Linked DNA regions of Mus musculus: all the other regions are linked to region 2. Evidence: chromatin contacts called from public HiChIP or PLAC-seq and promoter capture Hi-C data. All regions are on one chromosome and are shown on one strand. Each heading gives the region's core, a stretch centred on a gene start, on an enhancer-like site or on the middle of the called end of the contact. The rest is flanking DNA. Distances are from core to core; before and after follow the strand shown.

Region 1 (2,700 bases), core at 127-2,626, 960 kb before region 2:
AGGCTTACATGAATATGGAGTAGGTGGGGAGGTGGGTGGTGTTGGGGTAGCAAGTAAACCTCTTATATAAGGGACAACCTGTCTTCTCAGTCACCCCTGCTTTCCAGCCCCTTTTGTGCAGTCTGGCTAGAGCAGGGAGGCCTGATCTGGTAGTCACAATGGATGACTGTGGTAAATTTTCACAGTTGTGATGTCTCAGCATCATTTTGAATATAAACCTAACTTTCTCAGGTCAGAATTAGGGCTCTCTGACCTGTAGCAGTTTCCGGTTATGCACACCCAGCCCTTCACGTGGTGTGTCTAGCTCTTCATACCTGGTAAGCATTTCTGCTGCCCTGCCCGCTGGGCATCTGCCTCACCTGCATGGAAATCGCAGGTGGACTGCAGTGACCCCAGGCATATGCACCTTACGTGTTCTAAATTCAGTTAAAACTATGTAAGAAATGTGTTTGGATGATACCCTGGACCTCAAAACAGCTGTCTCCACCTGCAGAGAGAGAGAGAGAGAGAGAGAGAGAGAGAGAGAGAGAGTATTTTGGACAGGGTCTCATGTTGCGCAGGCTAGCTTTGAATTCTCTATATAACCAAGGATGACCTTGAATACTTCATCCCTTCTGCCTCTGCCTTTTTGATGCTGGGATTACACGTGCGTGGTTGCTCTCTATTATTTATTTTATTGAGATATGGTCTCTCTATGTAGACCAGTGTGGACTTGAACTCACAAAGATCTGCTTTTCTCTGCCTCCCTGAGCTGAGCGCTGGGTTAAAGGTAAATCTGCCATGACCTGCTGTTGCTCTGCATTTTGATAATCTAGGTAAACGCCATTTCATCAGCAGGTGGTGGCTCGTCTATGAGGAACACAGAATGCTTTTGTGAAGGTGGTCGAACTACCGCAGTCCCTCTCATCAGGCTCCTCTTTAAAATATCTAAGTCACATCGTGTTGTTGCACCTCAAGCCGCGATGGGATTCTCCTAACGGACCAATGTCTCTCCTCTAAATGAGTGACTGACCCTGCTTCCTGTCTCTACAAGTGAGGAGGGTCAATCTAATGGTGACCAAGCCTCCTTCAGTTTTCCAAACAGGACAGTAAACACCTTGGGTACCCCTCTGCGTAAATCTCTCAATTGGAGACTCATATTTGGAATCTCCTGGGAGAAGCATAGGGTACCTGCGTTCTCCCTAGACCTCGGAAAGGTGCGAGCCGGGATCTTGGTTTAGATGGGGGCTGTGAGGGATCTTGGAAACACTGCATTATGGGTCCAGTGAGCAGCGAGGCCTAGTGCTGTGCGCAGGTGCAGGCGGGCGCGGGCGCCCCCTGGCGGCTACCCGGGCGCAGAGACGCCTTTAAGTGGGGGCGACGGGCGCGGGCGCGACGAGTCTCTGTAGCTGCGGCCGCCGGGGCGGAGCCTGCGAGCAGCAGGTCCTGGACTCTCGAGCGCCCCGCCCCCGCGCGGGCGATGCCGAGCGGCGCGGCCGGCAGCGGGGCCCGGCGGGGCGCGCAGAGGACAGGGCCGCGGCGCTGAAGCGGCGGAGCGCGGCCCGGCCATGGGCTTCCTGCACCAGCTGCAGCTGCTGCTCTGGAAGAACGTGACGCTGAAGCGCCGGAGCCCGGTGAGCGAGCCGCGCCCGCCCTTAGGGGCTCGCAGGCCGCGCGCCCAATTTGCCGGTGCGCTCTCCGCGTGCACGTGCAGTGTCCAGGCGCGCGCAGACCCCGGGAGGGCGCCACCGGAGACCCTGTTCGGGGCCGGACGATTCCGCGGGCTTCCGGGCCTCCGGCAGTGGGTTCGGCTGTGCCCTGGTCCGCTGACACTCGCAGCGCACGGCTGAGTCACGGGCCGGCGCCCTCCGCAGCGCTTTCTGGCAGGCTGGGGTGGGGGCAGGTGGTCCCTGGACTTCAGCTAGAGCTAGGTGCAGGTTCCTGGTCCAGAGCGCTAGCTGGGACACACCATTCAGCTTAGGGACTCAGAGCCCTGGTCCCATCATCTCTGGGGCCCCCATAGGAACCTGTCTTTTCATTCCCTTTACTGGTACTCTGCCCTTGGGCAAGCACCTTAGGCTGAAGCTGGTACCAAACAGCCTTCGCCGCCGCTGCTACCGCCCTCCTCCTCTTCCTCCTCCTCCTCCTCTTCCTCCACCACTACCACCACCACCACCACCACCACCTTCTCCTCCCTTCATCTCCTTTCCTAACCCATCCTGGCAAGTCACAACCCTTACTCCTGCTTTCTCATCCCTGGGAATGTCCTTGTTGTGTGGACTCAACCTGTTAAATCCCAGCACCCTTTGGGGCCAGTTTCTCCTGAGGCTGCTCCTCTGATTTCTCCTGCCTTGGGCCTCTCTTGGGGCTGGGTTCTGCTGAGCTTCTTAGTACCTGTCTAGGCCAGGCAGGGTATAAAGAGTGTTGGGGTACGAGTCCTGTGTGAGGAGCAGGATGCCAGGCACGGATGGCGTTTGCAGTGTTGGTTTTCATCCCAGTCCCTGGAAGAGCAAGGGCATCCAGAGAGTCCTGGGCCAGCAAGAGTGTCCGAGGGCCCTTGGGATTTTCCAGGATGGAGACAAGAGAGTGCAGGACCTAAAAGAAGGGCCTTAACCAGCTCATACCCAGGGACCCCTTGGGCAGCAACACTCCACCTATGTTCTTTGAGTACTTTAGATTCATAATAAGAAACTCTGGTCTGTAGGCAGGGTGGGTAGCAGT
Region 2 (2,700 bases), core at 35-2,534:
CTGAAGGCTACTGTAGGCGATTCAAAGCTGCTGAGATGCCACAGTGCATCTCAGGAACTGCTCTATGCCATCCCTTCCTCTGACCTTCTCTCCAACTACCCTAGTTGACCAGCCTCTACCTCCACACCTATCAGACTCAGTTGCTTATGTGGGTCTCATAACACCTACATCTTATGTCGCTTTTTTCTTTTTCTTGGTTTTTCAAGACAGGGTTTCTCTGTGTAGCCCTGGCTGTCCTGGAACTCACTCTGTAGACCAGGCTGACCTCGAACTCAGAAATCCGCCTACCTCTGCCTCCCAAGTGCTGGGATTAAAGGCGTGCGCCACCACTGCCCGGCTCCACTGCTCTTTTGGGCTCCAGGTATATACCCCTTAAACCCTGTCATCCTGAAAGCCCATGGCCAGACCCCTGCCAGGCACTGAGTCTAAGAGGGAAAGAAGACCCACTGAGCTACTCTACCTCCAAAGCGCGTCTCAGGGGCTCCCGAAGGACCTTGGTTAGTACATTTCCCCTTTCCATAGCCAAAACCTGCAAAAAGACATGGTCAGCTCACCGTGATCACAGCAAGCCTTATGACTGCAGCGTTTGTCCAGGGAGGTGAAGACCGCAGACGCCTGACTCCCACTGAGTCTGGGACTAGAAAGCTGTCTTCTGAGGCTGGATGCGGTAAACTACACATCCCTGCGCGCTCTAAGAGCAGCTGCAGGTGGAACGCAGACCCGCTAGGTCCAGCCCCTGGCCTTGCCCAAGCCGGTGGGCTTAAGTGGCCTCCGAGCTCCACCAGGCACTACCTTCCTGCCTTGAGGCGGGCGGGCGGGCTGTGGGGAGGGCTCCCCGCGCTGCCCAGCTCCGCACTGTGGCCGGCGCCCCGACCGACTCTCACCTGTGTCTCCTACCGAAGCCAGCACCGGGCTGGGCACATAGCACATAAACGTCGGCCGAAAGCCGAAGAGATGGGGGTGCAGGTCCCCGCCATGGGGGCGCTCACAGTCTAGCTGGGGGAGACAAGACCGGCGCTCATAGAACGCAGGAGCTGTAAGCGACAACGAGAGCGGCTTCACCGCGGGCCGCCGCCGCCCGCGCCCCCCGGCCCTGCCCCAGCCGCGCGCCGCTCACCGTCGGGAACCACAAGGCTCCGCGTCCGCGATAGAGGGGGCGCGCCCTGCCGCCGCGCGTAGCCCGACATCGCCGCGCCCTAACCCGGCCGCGGCCCCATGGCCCGCAAGGCAGTCGCCGGCCCCTGCCTCATCCGGCTCGGCGGGCCGGAAGCCAGCGCCGAACGCCGCGGGGCGGGGTCGGAAGCGGAAGTGACCGCAGAAGCGCGGCGGCGCGATGGCGACGGCAGTGTGGGCGGCTGCGCGGCTGCTTCGGGGATCTGCGGTGCTGTGCGCGCGGCCCAGGTGAGCCGAGGCCTGTCTCGGTGCGAGGAAGGGAGGACTCGGGGGAGTTGGTACCGGGGGGAACTGGAAGAGAAGAATGGGCCTCTGGATCAGAGCACAGGCGCCTTGGGCCTGGAGAAGGAGCTGGGGACTGGAACCTGGTTGGGAGTGGTCGGCAGAGTCCCTCGGCTGGAGCCTTTAGACCAAAGCGAAGCCCTGAGGGGCCGGGCTTGCCCAGGCCCATATGCACAGGAACTCGTTTCTCACGCAGCCTGCTGATCAGAGTGGACAGTGAAGCCCCAAAGACCGGGGTCGAAGAGATGGCTCAGTAGTTAGGCCTACTGACTGCTTCCCCTGGGTTTGGCTACCAGCGCCCATTTGGTGGCTCACAACCATCTATCTATAACTCCACTATCCAGGGGATCCAAAGCCCTCTTCTGACCTCCATGGACAACGGGCATGCCTGTGATGAACATACATCCGTGACATAAAATAAGACTAAATATTTTGCTGCTCTGCTGTAGGTTTGGATCTCCTGCACACAGACGGTTCAGCAGTGGTGCCACCTACCCCAACATCCCCCTCTCTTCTCCCTTGCCTGGAGTACCCAAGCCTATTTTTGCAACAGTTGATGGACAGGAAAAGTTTGAAACCAAAGTTACCACTCTGGACAATGGGCTTCGTGTGGCATCTCAAAATAAGTTTGGACAATTCTGTACCGTAGGAAGTAAGTTCTATTGGCCATTGTTTTGAAAACTTTCTGTTGATTAAATGTTTTGAATATTTGGCTTAACCTGTCCATTTTCTTTTTATTACCAGTTCTTATTAATTCAGGATCACGATATGAAGCGAAATATCTTAGTGGAATAGCTCATTTTTTGGAAAAATTGGCATTTTCGGTCAGTGTCTAATTTGTAATTTTTATAAGTTTTCAGTTTTCCTTTTTAAGAACTTGTATTAGTTAAGGATCTGAATATGAAGTTGGTGCTCACAAAAGACTTCTGACATGATTTTGTGTGTTTGAAAGCAAATGTACACTTAATGGATTTTGGGTTATTTACTTAAGCTTAATTATTTTTATAGTCCACTGCTCGATTTGACAGCAAAGACGAAATCCTGCTTACGCTGGAAAAACATGGTGGTATCTGTGACTGCCAGACCTCAAGGTATTTCATGTCCATCTGTCCTCCTCATCATGTCCTCCTCATCCTTGGTCAGAGTCTCTTAGAGTCTCTCTGAAAATCCACAGCATGCCTGATGTTGGGGACAGAAAGCATTCCATACTAGTTTCTTCTCTGACATCCTTTGACCTTTAATTGT
Region 3 (2,700 bases), core at 81-2,580, 850 kb before region 2:
GGTGAGTATGTGCTTTGTGTGTTCATGGCCCTGTGTTCCATGCCCTGCACTGGCTGCTTCAAATCCCAGCTAAACTCAGAACCTGAGAGTGACTTGAATATTCACTCAATACTCCAGGCTGGCAGGCCACCAAACCCCAGAGATGTTCCTGTCTCTGCTTCTCCAACTTTGAGATTACAGGCGTATGCTGCCGTACCTGACTTTTTTAGATGAGTCCTGGGGGAGACCAGGGAATGAATGCTTGTCCTCAGGTCCTGACCATAAAGGATTACAGAAGACACACTTGTAACAACACATTCAGGCAACAAAGACAAAGCTCAAACTCCCCTAGCAGACACAATCTAAATCTATCAGCATTTATTCAAGCAGAATTCAAATTTAACATTTTAAGAAAATATAGTTGTTAAAACTGAAATTTTGGGGGGTGGGGTGGATGGGTGTGGTTGAGAAAGGGTCTCACTATATAACTTTGCCTGGTCTGGAATTCACTATGTAGACTATAATGATGGGCTGGAGAGAGAGCTCAGTGGTTAGAAGCACTTGTTGCTCTTGCAGCAGACTCAGGTTCAACTCCCAGCTCCCACATGGTGGCTCACAGCCAACCTTAAGTCCAGTTCTAAGGGAGCCAGTGCCCTCTTCTAGTCCCTCTTTGGGCACCAGGTATGCAAGTGATGCACATATACATATACAGATAAAAGCCCATACACATAAAATAAATAAATGTGAAAAGCAAGTCCACGATGAGGCCATGCCGACTGGCACACCTGCCTTCCCAGTTTCAGCTGTTCCCTGGAATCTGTAGCCTGGCTGGCCTGGAACTCACTATGTGGGGACCAGGCTGGCCTGGAACTCACAGAGATCTGGCAGCCTTTGCTTTCCCTAGTGCAGTACCAGGCTTTGCCTTCAGGACAACAGACTTTAATACAGCTTTCAATTCATCTTCAGAATGAAAGACATTATCATAAAGGAAAACAGAGCCAAAGGCTAAGCAGGATTTTTTTCCCATCTTTCAAACATTTTAAATAATTCAAACCATAAAAAAAATGTTTTAGTTACAACCTTAGTTCCAGTGAAAGCTAAGAAATAAAGAGATTTGTGACAGGCAGAAGAGAGGATTATCTGTGGTGATGACTGCACAAAGAGGGTGTAATTTCTTCTCTGGCTTGTGACATTTGCCACCAGCGACAAGTTTTTATCAATAAAATCAGCTAAGGCTGAGCTGTGCCTGCCCTCCCATGTGACCAAACCCAACTCATCTCAGGGACTTTCCAGAGCTCTCAAAGGGTGCAGCCAGGGACTTTCCACTCTGCATGCCTACAAAGCCACATGGCACCAAGCCCATGGCCTGGCTGCAGTTCCTGGCCATCAGTCAGAGGCCCACACAGTCACTGACCTACAGTACCACAGGCCTGGAAGCAACAGAAATCTTGGGGGAATCTAAAGCCTACCACAGGCCTGGGAAGAATTATTCCACTTGCCCCAGGGGTCTCTCAAAACACCTTCAAGAGCAAACAGGTTCTATAGGCCACCATGCCCTACACCCACATTTTCCTGCATCCACCCAATACACCAAGCATGTCACTTCCCTAGGAGCCGTCTCTTTCACAGGCAGCACTAAGCATTTCATTTTAAGGATACAGTGTGGACTATGACTCTTGATCAGGTCCTGACACCATGCTTGAAAAAAATGAGTTTCTTGTTCACCCAAGTGAAGCCCAAACTGCTCAGCTAGAGACTGAAACCTAAAGTGTGACCAGTCAACAGGTCACGGGACATATAGCCAGACACAAGAGGCAGGCATAGGAAAGACAAGGCCTCACTAGCAGCCTGGGCCACCTCTGAACACATGGTCCTCCTGTCTCAGCCTTCTAAGAATAGGGATTATAGGTGTGCATCACCATGTCCAGCGGAATCAAAAACTTCTTTGAAGGTTGTTGACTAAAGCAACAAGAGGAATGAGAAACTTGGTAGACTGGAGGAGTGTCACTTAACCACGTGGCCTCTGTAATGCAGGTTTAACTCAAGATGCCTAAAGGTGACATACTAAAAAAAAAAAAAAAAAAAAAAAAAAAGCTCATGCTAATGTCCACACTACACTGGCCCCTTTCATAGACCACCTCTTCCTCTGGCCTTCTAGATGACTTTCTGTGACCAAAACAAATATACCCATTAGTTAAATAACTTCCAGAGTCAACACAATTCACAGCAAGAAAACTCTTGTGAGTGAGGCAGGGTAGTGCACATCTTTAATCCCAGAACTCAAGAGGCAGAGGCAAGTGGATCTCTGAATTCCAGGACAACAGGGCTATAGAAAGACTGACTCACACCGAGTGTGGTGATGCACGCCTTTAATCCCAGCACTCGGGAGGCAGAGGCAGGCGGATTTCTGAGTTCGAGGCCAGCCTGGTCTACAAAGTGAGCTCCAGGACAGCCAGAGCTATACAGAGAAACCCTGTCTCGAAAAACAAAACAAAAAACAAAAACAAAAAAAAAAAAGACTGACTCAAAAGAAATAGAAAACAAATAACAATAGAGAAATCCCTGGTGGGTATGATATACACCACAGACTCCCACTGAGCTTAAAAGCTGCAGCTTCCTGCAAACAATGAAAACTTTGCAGCCAAAGCAACACAAAGGTGTTACCAAGGCCAGCCTGGCGCTAGCTTCTTATGTAAGGCACTCCCGTCCTACTGTACCTCT
Region 4 (2,700 bases), core at 16-2,515, 990 kb before region 2:
AGGAACCCTGTCTCGGGAAAAAAAAAAAGCGTGGACTTCTCCCTTGCTTCTTTTATGGAAAATTAGCTCAGACTATTTCTGTTCAGTCAATGCCTCTTGAGGGCTGGGTTGGGATGGTAGCCGCTAGTGAGCGCATGCGCGCACGCACGCGCGCGCACAGAGAGAGAGAGAGAGAGAGAGAGAGAGAGAGAGAGAGAGAGAGAGAGAATCATTTGATAAATGTATAAACCTGCACTGACAGCCTCCTCTTTAAGTTTGTGAGCCTGAAGGACGGGAAGAAGTGGAGGGCTGAGGAACTCAACCTTGTTCTTTTCTCTGTGTGTGGTGTTTGTGTTTTTTGCATGTGACAAGGGTCTCTGTGTAACCTTGGCTGTTGTCCTGGAACTTACTTTGTAGACCTGGCTGGCCTTGAACTTACAGAGATCTGCTTGCTTCTGCCTCCGAGTGCACCACCATCGTCCAGGCCTGTTTTTCATTCTTAAGATAGGGTCTCATTATATATTCATGACTGTCCTGGAACTCGATATGTAGACTAGGCTGGTCTCAGCATCTTGAGAGATGGGATTAAAGGCAGGAACCACCACACTGATCTTCAACATTGCCTTCATGACTCAACCAGGGGGAGGTCTCTGGCGGGGGTGGAGTGTGCTCAAAGGGGACTGCACATGAATGGTGATCACCAGGCACCATGCATGTTCCATGTTGTGTGACTCAAGGGAGCTGAAAGCCATTACCTGGGATCATGACCACCTTGGACAGCTCCCAGACAACTGTCAACTACGTCAAGTTACTCTCGCCCCCTGGTGGTACCATTCGGGAGCGAGTCTGGCTTGATCTTGTGAGCCTCTTGTATGCTTTTCTTCCTGGTTTTAGAAAGCCCGGGCACGTCTCTGAGTACACCTGTATATCTCTATACACCTCTTTATCCTTTGTGGGATACATTTTGCAAACCTGCAACAGTCAGCCTAGTCTACATAGCCAGGATTTGTCCCTGGTGTTCCCCTAGTCTAAGGTCCTCCATTCTAACAGGGTGAGTGGTGAGGGTTTGGCAGTCGGACCACTAAGAAGAAGGCGTGCATCCTGGGACGCCCACCGTTAGTCAATTCCAAGTCAGATTCTTGGGTAATGAATGAGGAGGCATTCTGCTGTAGAGGCTAGAGGGCCCGAAGCACTCAGACGCCTGACAAAAGGGGACCCCCCAACAGGATGCAGAGGGAGGGGGCTCAGACTAGAGGAGATGTCCCGCCCCCGCAGGTGGAGCGCGCAGGCGCACTCCCGACACTTTTCTCTGGCCGCCGCGCCTCCATCCCATCCCGGATCCATTGCCGCAACGTCAGCGCCACCGCCTCCTCTTTTCCTCTTCCTCCTCCGCCCCTCTCGCTTCCCGGCTTCTCCAGTCGCAGTTCCCGGAGTGGGTACCGAGCCCGGGGCCGTGGGGTGCCATGCTGCCCGGGTAGCGGCGCTGAAGCATGGCGACGCCCGTCCCTCCGCCTTCCCCGCGGCACCTGCGGCTGCTACGGCTGCTGCTCTCCGGCCTCATCCTGGGAGCGGCCCTGAATGGTGCCACCGCCCGCCGCCCGGGTGAGCGAGCGCTCTGGGCGCAGGCTGTTGGGTGCTCCGGGGCTGGGATTGCGGGGCGGAGAATCCTGCCCCCGGCGCCGCCCTGGTTTTCCCTGCCACCGCCCCGGCCTTACCCAGGCCCACAGGCCAGGCAGGCCCGGTCCGCTGGGCATGGATTGGGTAAACAGGTCAGGCCCGTTGAAGGCCATGCTAGATGAATCTTCTCTCAGGTCCTTGGAGGCGAATGTAGATTTCACGCGCTTTGGGTCTTTGTCTCTGGGTCCCTGAATCAGTCTGGTGTGTGTCTTTGGGTCTGCAGCCATCTGGTTTCTGGTGGCCCATAAGTGGGATCCTGTGTCTTTGTTTGTGTGTCTCTGGGGCTTCCCGTTGGCAGGGTTGTTCTTGGGGTCTGTGGGCCTTGCATGTCAGCCCTGTCGTTCGTTCGTGTGTGTGTGTGTGTGTGTGTGTGTGTGTGTGTGTGTGTGTGTGTGTGTAGAGGGGTTCCCATGGAAGGTCTTAAGGGTTCCAGGTCTAGGGTCTTGTTCCAACTTAGTGGGGTCAAGCTGCCCCATCCCCTGCCCTGAAGGACATGCACCACTGTCCTCTGGTCTGAGGTCTGTGTAGTGACTGTTTAGAAGAGTGTGACTCCCTGACTGGGAGAACATTTTCTCTTTTTTTTCGAGATGGTTTCTCTGTATAGCCTGGCTGTCCTGATCTCACTCTGTAGACCAGGCTGGCCTCAATGCCTGCCTCTGCCTCCCAAGTGCTGGGATTAAAGGCATTCACCACTACTGCCTGGCTCTGGGAGAACATTCTTGACAGATGGGTCCTGAAGCCACAGGATCCAAATTGTATCTCCCCGAGGGGAGTGAAGTGGGAGAGGTTGCCCATATGTTCACTGAGTTCTTCTGGAACTATGTGTGGGAGCTGCTTTGAGCCCAGCTTACAGATGAGGAAGCTGAGGGCATGGAGAGGTGACTGGTACGTGGACTCTAACAAGATCGGTCTGGATATGGGACCTTAAGAGCTGGGCAAGCAACCCAGGAACTGGACTGAAGGTTGGCATGACTGGAAGAGACTCTTGAGGAGGGTGGAGTTCCAGACTGGGCCTTACCAGAGATGCCAAATAGCCTGCCTCCC

What was found. HiChIP or PLAC-seq counts read pairs in DNA pulled down with a chosen protein or histone mark. Capture Hi-C pulls out chosen DNA fragments and counts their contacts.
Region 1: a contact with region 2 is called in a promoter capture Hi-C map of adipose tissue, with 2.6 times the contacts expected there. The contact joins the promoter of Abca2 here to the promoter of Entr1 in region 2. A contact is called at or near these places in 5 of 39 promoter capture datasets (the C10 cell line, embryonic stem cells, hippocampal neurons and 2 more) and 1 of 9 other capture datasets (adipose tissue).
Region 3: an HNF4G HiChIP or PLAC-seq map of pancreatic cancer cells shows a contact between it and region 2. The contact joins the enhancer-like site here to the promoter of Entr1 in region 2. A contact is called at or near these places in 9 of 39 promoter capture datasets (the 3T3-L1 cell line, the C10 cell line, the HPC-7 cell line and 6 more) and 1 of 115 datasets of contacts at active chromatin or transcription factors (pancreatic cancer cells).
Region 4: an HNF4G HiChIP or PLAC-seq map of pancreatic cancer cells shows a contact between it and region 2. The contact joins the promoter of Npdc1 here to the promoter of Entr1 in region 2. A contact is called at or near these places in 1 of 39 promoter capture datasets (the SN4741 cell line) and 2 of 115 datasets of contacts at active chromatin or transcription factors (bone marrow-derived macrophages and pancreatic cancer cells).

Annotation. Positions count from the first base shown.
Region 1 is chr2:25,427,223-25,429,922 of GRCm38.p6, forward strand. It overlaps Abca2 (ATP-binding cassette, sub-family A (ABC1), member 2), which reads left to right and starts at 1,377. Exons shown (of 49, transcript NM_001368624.1): 1 at 1,377-1,613. The coding sequence starts at 1,548.
Region 2 is chr2:26,388,032-26,390,731 of GRCm38.p6, forward strand. It overlaps Entr1 (endosome associated trafficking regulator 1), which reads right to left and starts at 1,285. Exons shown (of 10, transcript NM_026563.3): 1 at 1,118-1,285; 2 at 885-1,034; 3 at 461-529. The coding sequence starts at 1,187. It overlaps Pmpca (peptidase (mitochondrial processing) alpha), which reads left to right and starts at 1,317. Exons shown (of 13, transcript NM_173180.3): 1 at 1,317-1,401; 2 at 1,905-2,107; 3 at 2,200-2,279; 4 at 2,464-2,546. The coding sequence starts at 1,334.
Region 3 is chr2:25,533,076-25,535,775 of GRCm38.p6, forward strand. All of the region lies in intron 4 of Traf2 (TNF receptor-associated factor 2), which reads right to left. Among named protein-coding and RNA genes, the nearest start is that of Traf2, 13 kb to the right of the region's middle. Within about 2 kb of position 1,331, at least 187 of the 459 cell types and tissues checked have an H3K27ac peak or open chromatin away from gene starts, as enhancers often do. A contact at or near this core is called in hematopoietic stem and progenitor cells, liver and pancreatic cancer cells, where this site is marked.
Region 4 is chr2:25,401,785-25,404,484 of GRCm38.p6, forward strand. It overlaps Npdc1 (neural proliferation, differentiation and control 1), which reads left to right and starts at 1,266. Exons shown (of 9, transcript NM_008721.4): 1 at 1,266-1,581. The coding sequence starts at 1,470.